4 separate regions of the Rattus norvegicus genome follow, and regions 2, 3 and 4 are each linked to region 1. The links are chromatin contacts, called in public Hi-C maps. All regions are on one chromosome and are shown on one strand. The core of a region is the stretch at or near the end of the contact, and the rest is flanking DNA. Distances in the headings are between cores, read along the strand shown.

Region 1 (2,614 bases), core at 40-2,539:
GCTGGGTGAGAAGAAACTGGATATGTCTCGTCATGACGCAAATAATTAAGGACAGAGGTCAAGTTCACTAGGAGCATCCAAGCACCAAGAGGCATTGCACAGTCAAGGTGACACCCCCCCCCCTACTTTTTCCAGCCTGCAAAGGGATACTCCCATGTCCCTCGGGCTGAGCTACACAGACGCTGGCAGCAACAGGTTGTTCCAAGGTCAAAGGCCACTGTGGGAACAGTGCGCCCCAGCTCAGGCTGTCTCCCTGGCTCCCAGATAAATAAACGAGTAGGAATAGGACTCAGAGGCCACCCTGGGGCAAGTTTCTCCGTGTTCCCATCCCAAACAGCAAGTGTTGACACCCAACTGTCAGGGCTAGGGATGGTCACCTTGCCTCACCTTCTGCAAGGCCCCTAGGTCCCAGCTAGCAGCCTAAGGCTGCCAAGAAACTCCTGCAAGCAAGAGAGGCCACTGGGTGGGACTGGGTGGGACCACCTCCACTGTCCAGAGCCTGGGTGCAGTCTGAGCTCCCAGGACCATTAAAGGGAATGAGCACAAGCTGAGCTGGTCTCTCATAGCAAAGGAGGCCAAGGCAGGAAAACTTCAGCACTGCCAAGGACAGCAGTAGAGGCACACCCACACTTTAGAATGCAAAGCCTCCATGCTTCTTTAATTCTCCTCCTGCTCTCCAAGTAGGCAGTGCAGCCTGATGCTACACAAGAATGAAGGAGGGGCTCCACAGGTCCCTACAGAAGCCAGCACCCGGGGGCTGCCGGACCCTCCCTTTCTTCTGCTCAATGCAATCTGCAAACTTCCTTTTCAACCCCTTTCCCGGACATTCTTATCAGATGGCCCAGATGAGAAAGGATTAAAGCCCCATTTTTCCATTGTCTTCTCAGAAGAAGCTCAACAAAGTAATCACCACAGACAGTCTCCAGCAGAGGCGCTTGGGGACAGCTCCACCCGCTGCGGCTATTGCATTGTTCCTGCCCAGGGTAGGTGGTCCGACTAGATCTCAGCTGAGGGTCTGCTATCTCTCTGCAAACAGCTGGAGGATCTGTGACCCAAGATATAGAAGACACCCAGCCTCGCCCCCCCCCCCACCAATATCTCTGGATGAAAAGGGCATTCCAGAGAGGAAAGGCCACAGTTTCAGAAGGAGAATAGAAGGCAGGAAGGGGCAGCCAGGGAGAGCACTTTCCTGGGTTCTGCTGTTCAGTCTGCCTTACTGCCAGGCATCTGGCTCTGACCAGCATGGCGCTGGCTAGAAGCCATGATCTTTCTGGCTCTCCTGAACTGAGTCAGTTCAGCTTACTGGCTGCTTGTAGCTCTGAGGCCACCCACCACCTGACCTGCCTTTGCTCCACACACAAGCACACACAGGGACAACTGTAATTCGTCACACACGCTGCTACATATATCACCCTGCGGACACACCTGTCTGCGCACTGGCACATAAATACACATGTATACACACGTGTGGGTACACACACATAGACACTGCAGACGTGTGTGCATGCACACACACCTTAAGGAGCGTGCACGCGCACGCGCGCGCACACACACGCACACACACTCACAAAACCCACAGTATCATTTCAACTGTGAACGTCTACCGCCCCCCAGAGGTTCAAATGTGGATGAACAAGTTCCAAGTTGTCAATATCTTGGACAAAGAGCAACTGCTTACTTTTCAAGCCCAGAGAACCGGAAGGTTTCATTTAGGGAAAAGGCTGTTGTATTTTGACATATCTCACACAACCTTTATGTAACAGGATGTTTCTTCCAGTTTCTTAAGCTCTATAAATCACAGGGTATGAGTGTGTACAGGTAGGGGTGTGTGTGTGTGTGTGTGTGTGTGTGTGTGTGTGTCTCCTAGGAAGACATCTTTACCTAAGTAGAGACCCCAGGAGATATCCAGACGTTTTGGCGGGGAGGTATGGGACAAGCCTCCAGACTTCCCACCTCCAGACTGAGGTGGGAAGCGGGAAATTACATGTGTAGTGATGTCTTATAACTGGGGCTTTCAGACAAATGGGGAAACCTGCCTGAAAGACCTGAGCATGCTTCTAGACTCTCTGAGAACCTGGCGATAGATGGCCCACCACCACTGAATTCTGTGATCTGCAGTGGGCGGGGTCCAGGACAATCTTTGTCAGTAAAGACCCAGGTGATAAACATCGTCAGTCCTCTGGGCCCAAAGGTTTCTACAGCTGCTCTTCTCCAAAGGACTAAGTTCCAACAGAGCTTCCTAGAAAGAGTATAAAGTGCACACTTCACGAAGTTTTCACCTCTCGTGAAATACCATTCTACTGTAAAATGTGCGCTCATCCTTTAATTAAAAAAAAAAAATCTAGGAACAGTATGGGGCAAGGGCTCAGCCAGTAAAGTGCATGAGGATCTAAGTTTAGTCCCTAGAATCCCCATCCCCCTCTCACCCTACCTTCTCACAGAAAGAGAGAGGGTAGGGGGAAGGGAGAGGAAGTGGGGAGGGAGGGAAGAAGGGTGTAGGAGGATCTGGAACTTAGACCATGCTCACAAATCTAGAACCAACCACCTTTCACCCCGGAGCTGTGAGTTGCCTCATTGACTTCCCATCTCTGACTCTGAGGTGAAATCGGACCAC
Region 2 (2,614 bases), core at 30-2,529, 240 kb before region 1:
CAACCAGCCTGGGCTTTGATGTAGAGCAGGAGAAACTCTACTTTGGTTTTACTTAGGCTCCTGACTGGATCCCAAAGAAACCACAGCCCAATCCCCAAACAGGGTTCCCAGTGCATAATGAAGCTAGCTGCCGGTCCAGCCCAGCCGAGCCCAAGGGAGGCTGCAGACACCTGTTGGCTCCCTTTCAGGGACTGTGGTGGTCTTCTTCCTGTCTTGAAGGTTTTATTTGAAAGACCAGAGCCCTAGCTTTCAACTCCTTTCTCAGCTCTGATAGAGAGCAAACAGAATCAGCTCTCACAGCTTCGCCCCCCTGGAGCTGAGGCTTGCACTGCCCACAAAGGCAGGCAGGCCATCAAAGCATTTGAGCTCAGGTGTGTGGCCTGAGACCAAGGTGCAGGTGGGAAGGAGACTGCGTGGGTCCTAGAACTGGCTCTGGGATCCTCCAGGGCCCATTTCCTTCAGCTGCGGCCACTATCACTACACTAGGTCTGTGGCCACTGCCTGGCTGTGTCTGGCCTTGTGGCAGACCCTTCTTGAGTCCCAGCAAACTCCACAGACAGCCGGATACCTGCAGACAACATCTTAATTGCCCTGTAAGACAGTTTGGCTGCAGAACCCCTTCTGTGGGCAGGCACAGTTTGAACTTCAAAGAGTTTTGTAATGTTTACAGCAGCGCTAGGAGCGACAGGATAATTTTGGTGTCGTTGGAGAGAAGGTTTGGCGGGGCTCCTAACTCTGCTCTGGTCTACAAGCCCCAGGGGCACCCTGGTCTGTGGGACTCACCCAATGAAGCCCTCTTACCAACCCGGGAAGGCGGCCAACTCTGCTTCAACGGCGCCCGACTCCAGTTGTACCACAAGGCTGGGCCAGGGCGTGGGCTGGAGACCCAGCTGAGTTCCCTGCTCCCCAGGGACCTTGGAGGAGGCGAGACACACACTGGGTATGTCTGGAGAGGCATATGCTAATTCTTGGGCTCACCCCAGGAAGAAAAACTGTGCGTTTTATATTTTCACCTTCCGAAGCAATCCTTTGAGATGTCAGAAGAGAACTCACTCACAAGCCTGGAGCTGGTAATCCTGGAGTCAGACCCTGCTGGGCTTTGGATAAGGGTAGCACTGGTACAAGCATTTTCAGATCCAGTTTCCCCACCTCAGCAGCGAGGCTGACATTTGGTGGCTAACTATCTCTCTCCGGGAGGAGGCATGCCCATGACATGCCTGTCTCTGACCCTTGTGGGACCAGGGAGCCCTGAGCGCCCTCTGCCTGGTGGGCTTGCAGCTCCTGCAAACAGAGGCTTCTGGCTGGCATTTGTGGAATGCACGGAGGCCTGGACAGAGCTACTGCAGTCTAGGGGAGCCCAGGGGAGCAGCTGCCACAAAGTAGAGCAGGGCTGGACCTTTCTCAACTATAGCAGGAATGTCAGTTGTGTACTCTTCAGGATAGGAAGACTGAAGCAGCCATTTTTAGCAGCTGTGTGGCCCAGCCCTTCCTTTGCCAACTACCGATGGGCTGGGTGGCTCCAGGCCACAGCTCTGGAATGTGACAGGTCACACTGTACTTCATGGTGACGGCAGGGGACAAAGTATGAAGAAGCCGGGAGTCTGAGGAAGAGCATGCACCCAGGGGACCCGCCCTACCTCAGTAAGGCTTTTATCAGTACACTCCAGCTGTGCAGAAGCTCAGCCCCTCCGGTGAGCACAGACCCTCATGCCTGCCCTGCAGGCCTCTTGCCTTGAAGAACTCTCAGAACCAGCTGAAAAGCACTCAGTGCTGTGGGGCTGGTGTGCAAGGTGAGACCTTAAAGTACCCTGAGGAATACTTTCTGTCCCCATGGTCACTCCATTGGCCAGCTGCCAGCCTCCCTAGGGTCCTTTAGACTAAAACAAGCAGGCTGAGATGTAATCTGACTTCACCTCCAACACTAGAAAAGGATTTTACTGTTTTGCTGATGGTTGTTTGAGAAAGGGGGTATGGAGACAGTGACTCTGGGGAGGGTTGGTCTCTGTGTCAGAACGAGCAGGCCTTCCACAGTGAGATGTCAACTTCCCAGTAAAGGAGTAAAGGAAGGCTGGGGATGGGGGGTGGTGGTGGCTACAGGTGGCAGGGTTAAATATTGAAGCCATGGGCTGCCTTAGGCCTTAGCAGAGAGCTGACACACAGAAGGTGACAGCAGGACCTTCCTGCTGCTGGAGGGGACAGAGGGCTGACTGACAATTTGCTCAGAGCCTGCAGCAGCTTCTCTCTCCTTCCTGCTTTCCTACCTAGGTCCAAGTGGCTTTTCTAGGTCACTTTCACAATGGCCTTCCTTGCAGCTGGCCCCAGAATGAGGAGGAAGGCTGCACTGGCCCTGCATACCCTTGTGGCAAGATGAAGCAGCACCAAGACTAGCATACAAAGGAAGCTCCTGGAGTCCTACGTCGAATGGAGCACACTCAGGCTAGTTTGCTGAAAAGGAGTGGAAGTCCTTTCTTACCCAAGCATCACCCACAAACGAGGCATTGGCAAGAGGCAGGTGCTGGGTAATAGCCCAGAAAGGGTTTGGTGCCCTGTGGTCCATGCTTTCTCATTGGGTCACTGACCCACTTCAACCCAGTCCCCAGGGGTGCTTTCCCTT
Region 3 (2,614 bases), core at 82-2,581, 150 kb before region 1:
TGTGGTGTGGTTAGGCAGGAAGCCCAGCTGGTGTGTCCCTGGAATAGGCGTTGGCTTCTCAGAACGACATGGAGCTGAGCAAATGATACTGGTTGTGTCCCCGGGTCCTGCCTCTTCCTGTTCCCTGGATTCCCTCGACCCCCACTTCTGTCCCCTAGACATGCTTGCACAGCTTTGGACCTCAGTATCCTCATCTTTAAAATAGGAGCGTTTTCCTCTTCAGTGCTTCCTCAAGGGCCCCAAGGCGGTGAATTGAGCGAGTGCCTTAGGCTTCTTTGGAGACCAAATAACCTTCCATCTTGTGGAAGCTTCAGGAATGAGGGCACAGCTACGATGAACATGAAGAAATTCTGCCCCAATCTAGTGAAGTGAGTGTGCGGGCCCCTGAGAGCAAATTTTTAGCTCTGTCTGGATGCTGACCTGAGGCATGCATTTCCAGAAAAATCAAGCGTTGACCTTGGCAGGTGAGATCACTTGGGTTTGTTTTATCTTCCCAGAATCCCCAGAGCTGGTTGTCACCCCCACTTCTCTAGAACACGCTGCTGTGGCAGATCCTGCCTACCCCGTGCCCTCCTCTCTAACCTGCAAATACCTGGTATCTCCCTGAGGGACACCCACTGAAGCCACTTTACTTAGCAAATGGTTATTCATTAGCAGAATGCACGAGGGAGAGACGCTGCCAGCATGTCCACATATGGGGACACGAAGCTCCTCACTGTCACTGTACTCTAGGGCCACATCTCTCAGGAACATTCTGAATGGAAGCACCGCCTTCAACCCTCCACCTCTGGGCACAGCAGAGAGTAAAATAATGTGGAAGCAGGCTGCTCGGAAGTCAGTACTAGGGGTGGGAAGATGGCTCAGCAGGTGATGTGCCAACAAGCGGGCAAACATGAGAATTTGAGTTCCTAGAACTTTTAAAAGGCCTGGCAAGTGGCTCGTGCCTTTAATCCCATTATTAAAGAGGCAGAGACAGTTGGACTTCTGGGCCTAACCAACCAGTCTAATCAAATTGACGAGGTTCGGGTCGGCGAGAGACGCTATTTCCAAAAACAAGGTGGACGGTGTCCTGAAAAACTGAACCCTGAGGATGACCAACTGCTCCACACAGTGAGCTGGCCCTGGCTAAACGCTTGCTGGGGCCTCTCAGCAGAAGGCCTGGGTGCCCACACTTGCTAATTAAATGAAAGAACAAACCAGAAGCCAGACATTCATGTTTGGGCATGTCCTGTTTCATATCCTGTTTGTGCTGGTCCCCAAGTCTGGACGCACATGACCCTGTTTCCTGGCCTCTGACTGCTAATCTTCTGCGAGGACATGAACATGACCTCCCTCACCTCTGGTCTGTTTGGATTTACACTGTGGTTGAAGCCTGCATTGATCCATGAGGCATTGGAGCCCATAGCAGCCGGGGAGTTCTTCCCTGACCAGGAGTCTCATTTCTTGCTAGAATTGGTTTCTCCTCTGCAAGTCCCAGATCAGTTGACTGCAATTTGTAGAGACACTGAGGGACCACTGCAGGCCCAAGGTGATGTCTTCTAAGTGTCAAGCACTTAACTAGGAAATCCCATGTCTCCCGAGGCTGGGAGTCCCAGCACCCTGAGGCTTCAGAGGAAGGCTCTGGGATTTGGCGATTGATTTTTTCCCCCAAACTCTGTGTATGAATTTAAGGAACAGAATGGACAGAACAGATGTATATTAAAAGGGAGTTTATTAGATTGACTGACAGGGTAGAGGCCAGATGGGCCAACAGTGGCTGCTTGTATGCTTCGAGAGCCGGAGAACCAGGCAGTTGTGCGTGCCTCCATAGTCTTAAGTCTGGGACTGAAGGTCTGGAGCTGTAGTTCTCAACCTTCCTGATTTGGTGGGGTGCGACCCCTTACTACAGTTCCTCACGTCGTGGTGACCTGCAACCACGAAATTCCGTTGCCACTTCAAAGATGTATTTTTGCTAGTTATGAATCATAATGTAAACTTTGGAGGTGCAGGATATCTGATATGTAGCTCCCAGAGGGGTCGCGACCCACAGGTTGAGAACCATCGGTCTAGCGGGTTCCTAGAGCGTTGTCGGTCTTCAGTCCACGTTGGAAGGCCTGGGAAGCAGTGTTCTGGTGATGGTGACCCAGCGACAGAATGGACACCTTCACCACATAGTGAAGGCATGTAGGCAGACAGCCGTACATGGTCCTCAGACCTCTTTCTCTAGGGACTGCCGGAGGGTACCGCCTACTCTGAGGGAGGAGCTTCTCCCCTTAGCCAATCCTTGCTGGGAACGCCTTCACAGTCCTGCTTAGAGACTAGCTGATTCCTGATTCCAATCAAGTTATCAAACAAAATGGTTATGCTTTGAAGGAGAAATCCCCAGGGGCTCATGGGCTTGAAAACTTGACCCACAGTCGGGTGGCGCTGTTTCGGGGGGAAGTTATAGAACTTTAGGAGGGGCAGCCTTTTGGAGGAAGTAGGCCTTGAAGATTTATAGCATAGCCCCACTTCCTGCCCCCTAGTCCCTGTCAGACAGCTCCTAGCTCCTGCCATCATCGACACACTTTCCCCACCAAACTGCAATCTACCGGGACCGCTGGAACCAGAAACTAAGATCAAGCCTCCTTCCTCA
Region 4 (2,614 bases), core at 31-2,530, 130 kb before region 1:
TAAACTGTAGCAGCACGGTGACTTGTCCATCATTTCCCAAAGTAGGGCTTGTTAGGTGCTGGCACCATACCCTGTGCATGTGTGCGTGTGCGTATGTGTGTGTACATGCGTGGTGTGTGTGTGTGTGTGTGTGTGTGTGTGTGTGTGTGTGTGTGTCCCTGTGACAATGTGGAGGGCAGGTCTGGGCCACACTGGAGTCCATGTCACTATCTCTGCCCAGTCATACGCGAAGAGTCTCCAGGGAAACACCCTCTCTGTATCTCCCCAAATTAGCCCCTCATTTCTCCAGCCAATGTAGGAGCCTTGGAGGCCATGAGAAAGCCTTTCTTGGTACTTCTGTCATGTGGGAAAGGTCGGGGGAGATTGGCTGGAGGACACCTGGAAGGAGGACCCTGTCTTCAAGTCCTAGAGGGCTTACGTTTATGCTAATAAACGTCAGCTTCTTCAGTCTTTTTCATGGGCCGCTGCCAACAATCCATCCCTCCATCTGGCAGCTGCTGGGTGGTTGCTACTGTGAGCTCATGAGAACAGGCAGATTTCGCTTGGGGGCTAAGGCTTCCCCTGAGAGTTTCCCACATCCATGTGCTTTGAACTGTATCGGGAAGTCACTCTGACACCTGGCAAGTGGGGCACCCATGAGAGCAGATCTCACTGAGGAGACAGAGTCCTGTCCTCCTGCAGTCTAAGGCTGGGTCAAATGTCCCTGGCACTTCCCTTTCCTGTGCACCCCGTGTCTCTTCCTGTTAGGTCACTTTAATTAGTTCCTGCTTGGACATTTTTATCTTTGCTTATCAGGTCTAGAGTAAGGGCTTTGCTCAGCTGGCTGGCTATCCTCTTACATTCTGCCAGTGGTGTGTGTGTGTGTGTGTGTGTGTGTGTGTGTGTGTGTGTGTGTGTGTGTGTGGTGTGTGTGTGTGTGTGTGTGTGTGGTGTGTGTGTGTGTGTGTGTGTGTGTGTGTGTGTGTGTGTGTGGTGGGGAGATAAAAAGAGTCCCACTGGGAGTCAGAAGGACCTTGCTGAGAGGGAAGACAGGACCACCCTCCCCCGTAATCCTTCATTTCCAAATGACTGCAGTGCAGGGTGGATCAGCAGAGGCAGATGTGTGCCCGGCTTGTGTGAAGATGTCTGCTTTCTTACTGTTGGAAGTGTTTTTTCCTGTTTCACTACCCTGTGTTTTTCTTCCCTGCCTGTATTATTTCCCCGGGCTTGTTTCATCCTGTTCCACGTGCCCCATCCTTCTCTTCTGCGGACTTTGAACCGCTTGGCTGGCAGCAGTGTGCTCGTGTCCCTGCCTTGGAGACTGACCACAGCTCACCCGAAATGACCGTCAGCCTCCTCTCCCACAGGGTCCCAGTTGCTTCTGTAAACTCTGAATTTTCTTCTGCCACCCTCCCCTGCAAGGTCAGAATGGATTAGGTAGAAGGATGTGGTCAGTCATTGGTACTTGTGTAGGATTTCCCAGGACCCACGTGGATCCCAGAATCCTCAGATATCACACATCCTGTGTGCTTCAGACCACCCCTGGGCTGCTTGTAAGATTTAATACAAAGTAAAGACTATATGGATGGTTATGCTGTACCATTTAGGGGAGCAGCAGCAAGGAAACTGTCTATACAATAGGCTCTTTCTCTGTTTGTGTCTCTCTCTCCCTCCCTCCCTCTATTCCTGAGACAAAGACTCTCTGTGAAGTCCTGGCTGGTAAGAAATGGGCAATATAAACCAGGCTAGCTACAAACCCCTAGAGATCTGCCTGCCCCTGCCTTCTCAGTACTTGGATTAGAAGTCTGGACCAGCACACTAGGCACAACTTTCTTCCTCTAAGTGTTCTATCCATAGTTAGTCAACTTGCTAGTCCATGTCTATGGAACCTGTGGATGAGGAAGGAAGGCAGTGTCTGAGTCAAGCAAATGACGCCAACAGTTACAACCACCCAATAAGATGCTGCGTGTGAGAAAGACCACACCATCTGGGAAATACTGAGAGGCTAGCTGTCAGTCAAGCCGTCAGCCGAAGGTCTCACACTTGCCCTCTCAGTATCTAAGAGGTAGAGGCAGGAAGATGGCAAGTTTGAGGCCAGCCTGGATTACCCGAAAAGCCCCTGTGTCAGCAACAAAACAAGACAGAAAGAAGGGCTCACTGCGACTTGCTCCAGATTTCCCTAGTGTTATATATATTGCACTGGTCAAGCCAAGTTGTGGCTGCCATCTTTAACACCTGCCTTTGAGGACATGCAACCGGTCAGGGCAGGAAAATGTATGCCCTCACACGCATGCACACAGTCTGCAAGGGCCACAGAAGGGGCTGAGTCCAGGAGCAGGACACAGGTCTAAGTCATCCATCCTGCATCCTTGGCACAAGCCAGTTCAGAAGAAAGGGTGACCACTATGGCCCTTCAATGGGGTTGGGTTCTTTCTGAGGGACTGCAGCCACCCATTATGCCTCACTAGCACACACTTCCTCCCCTCCCCTCCCCTTCTCTCCACTCCCCTCCCCTCCCCTCTGTTCTCCTTCCTTCCTCTTCCCTCCCCTCCCTCTCTCTTCATTTCTCCTTTCTCTCAGTGTAGCCCAGGCTGGCCTTGAACTCATGACCCTCCTGCAGCTTTCCTCTCCAATG

Evidence for each region. A called contact is a pair of places that touch in the nucleus more often than the background predicts.
Region 2: a contact with region 1 is called in a Hi-C map of the A7r5 cell line, with 4 times the contacts expected there. The contact joins two enhancer-like sites. A contact is called at or near these places in 6 of 12 Hi-C or Micro-C datasets (the A7r5 cell line, kidney, liver and 2 more).
Region 3: a Hi-C map of liver shows a contact between it and region 1, with 8 times the contacts expected there. The contact joins two enhancer-like sites. A contact is called at or near these places in 3 of 12 Hi-C or Micro-C datasets (the A7r5 cell line and liver).
Region 4: a contact with region 1 is called in a Hi-C map of liver, with 4 times the contacts expected there. The contact joins two enhancer-like sites. A contact is called at or near these places in 5 of 12 Hi-C or Micro-C datasets (the A7r5 cell line, Schwann cells, frontal cortex and 2 more).

The regions. Positions count from the first base shown.
Region 1 is chr17:13,163,921-13,166,534 of GRCr8, reverse strand. No RefSeq gene overlaps it. Among named protein-coding and RNA genes, the nearest start is that of Diras2, 260 kb to the right of the region's middle. Within about 2 kb of position 1,289, at least 17 of the 93 cell types and tissues checked have an H3K27ac peak or open chromatin away from gene starts, as enhancers often do. A contact at or near this core is called in the A7r5 cell line and liver, where this site is marked.
Region 2 is chr17:13,401,401-13,404,014 of GRCr8, reverse strand. LOC120097809 (a long non-coding RNA gene) reads left to right here. Exons shown (of 3, transcript XR_005495575.2): 1 at 1-1,790; 2 at 2,266-2,614. Among named protein-coding and RNA genes, the nearest start is that of Gadd45g, 130 kb to the left of the region's middle. Within about 2 kb of position 1,279, at least 19 of the 93 cell types and tissues checked have an H3K27ac peak or open chromatin away from gene starts, as enhancers often do. A contact at or near this core is called in the A7r5 cell line and liver, where this site is marked.
Region 3 is chr17:13,312,493-13,315,106 of GRCr8, reverse strand. No RefSeq gene overlaps it. Among named protein-coding and RNA genes, the nearest start is that of Gadd45g, 220 kb to the left of the region's middle. Within about 2 kb of position 1,331, at least 3 of the 93 cell types and tissues checked have an H3K27ac peak or open chromatin away from gene starts, as enhancers often do. A contact at or near this core is called in liver, where this site is marked.
Region 4 is chr17:13,295,422-13,298,035 of GRCr8, reverse strand. No RefSeq gene overlaps it. Among named protein-coding and RNA genes, the nearest start is that of Gadd45g, 230 kb to the left of the region's middle. Within about 2 kb of position 1,280, at least 17 of the 93 cell types and tissues checked have an H3K27ac peak or open chromatin away from gene starts, as enhancers often do. A contact at or near this core is called in liver, where this site is marked.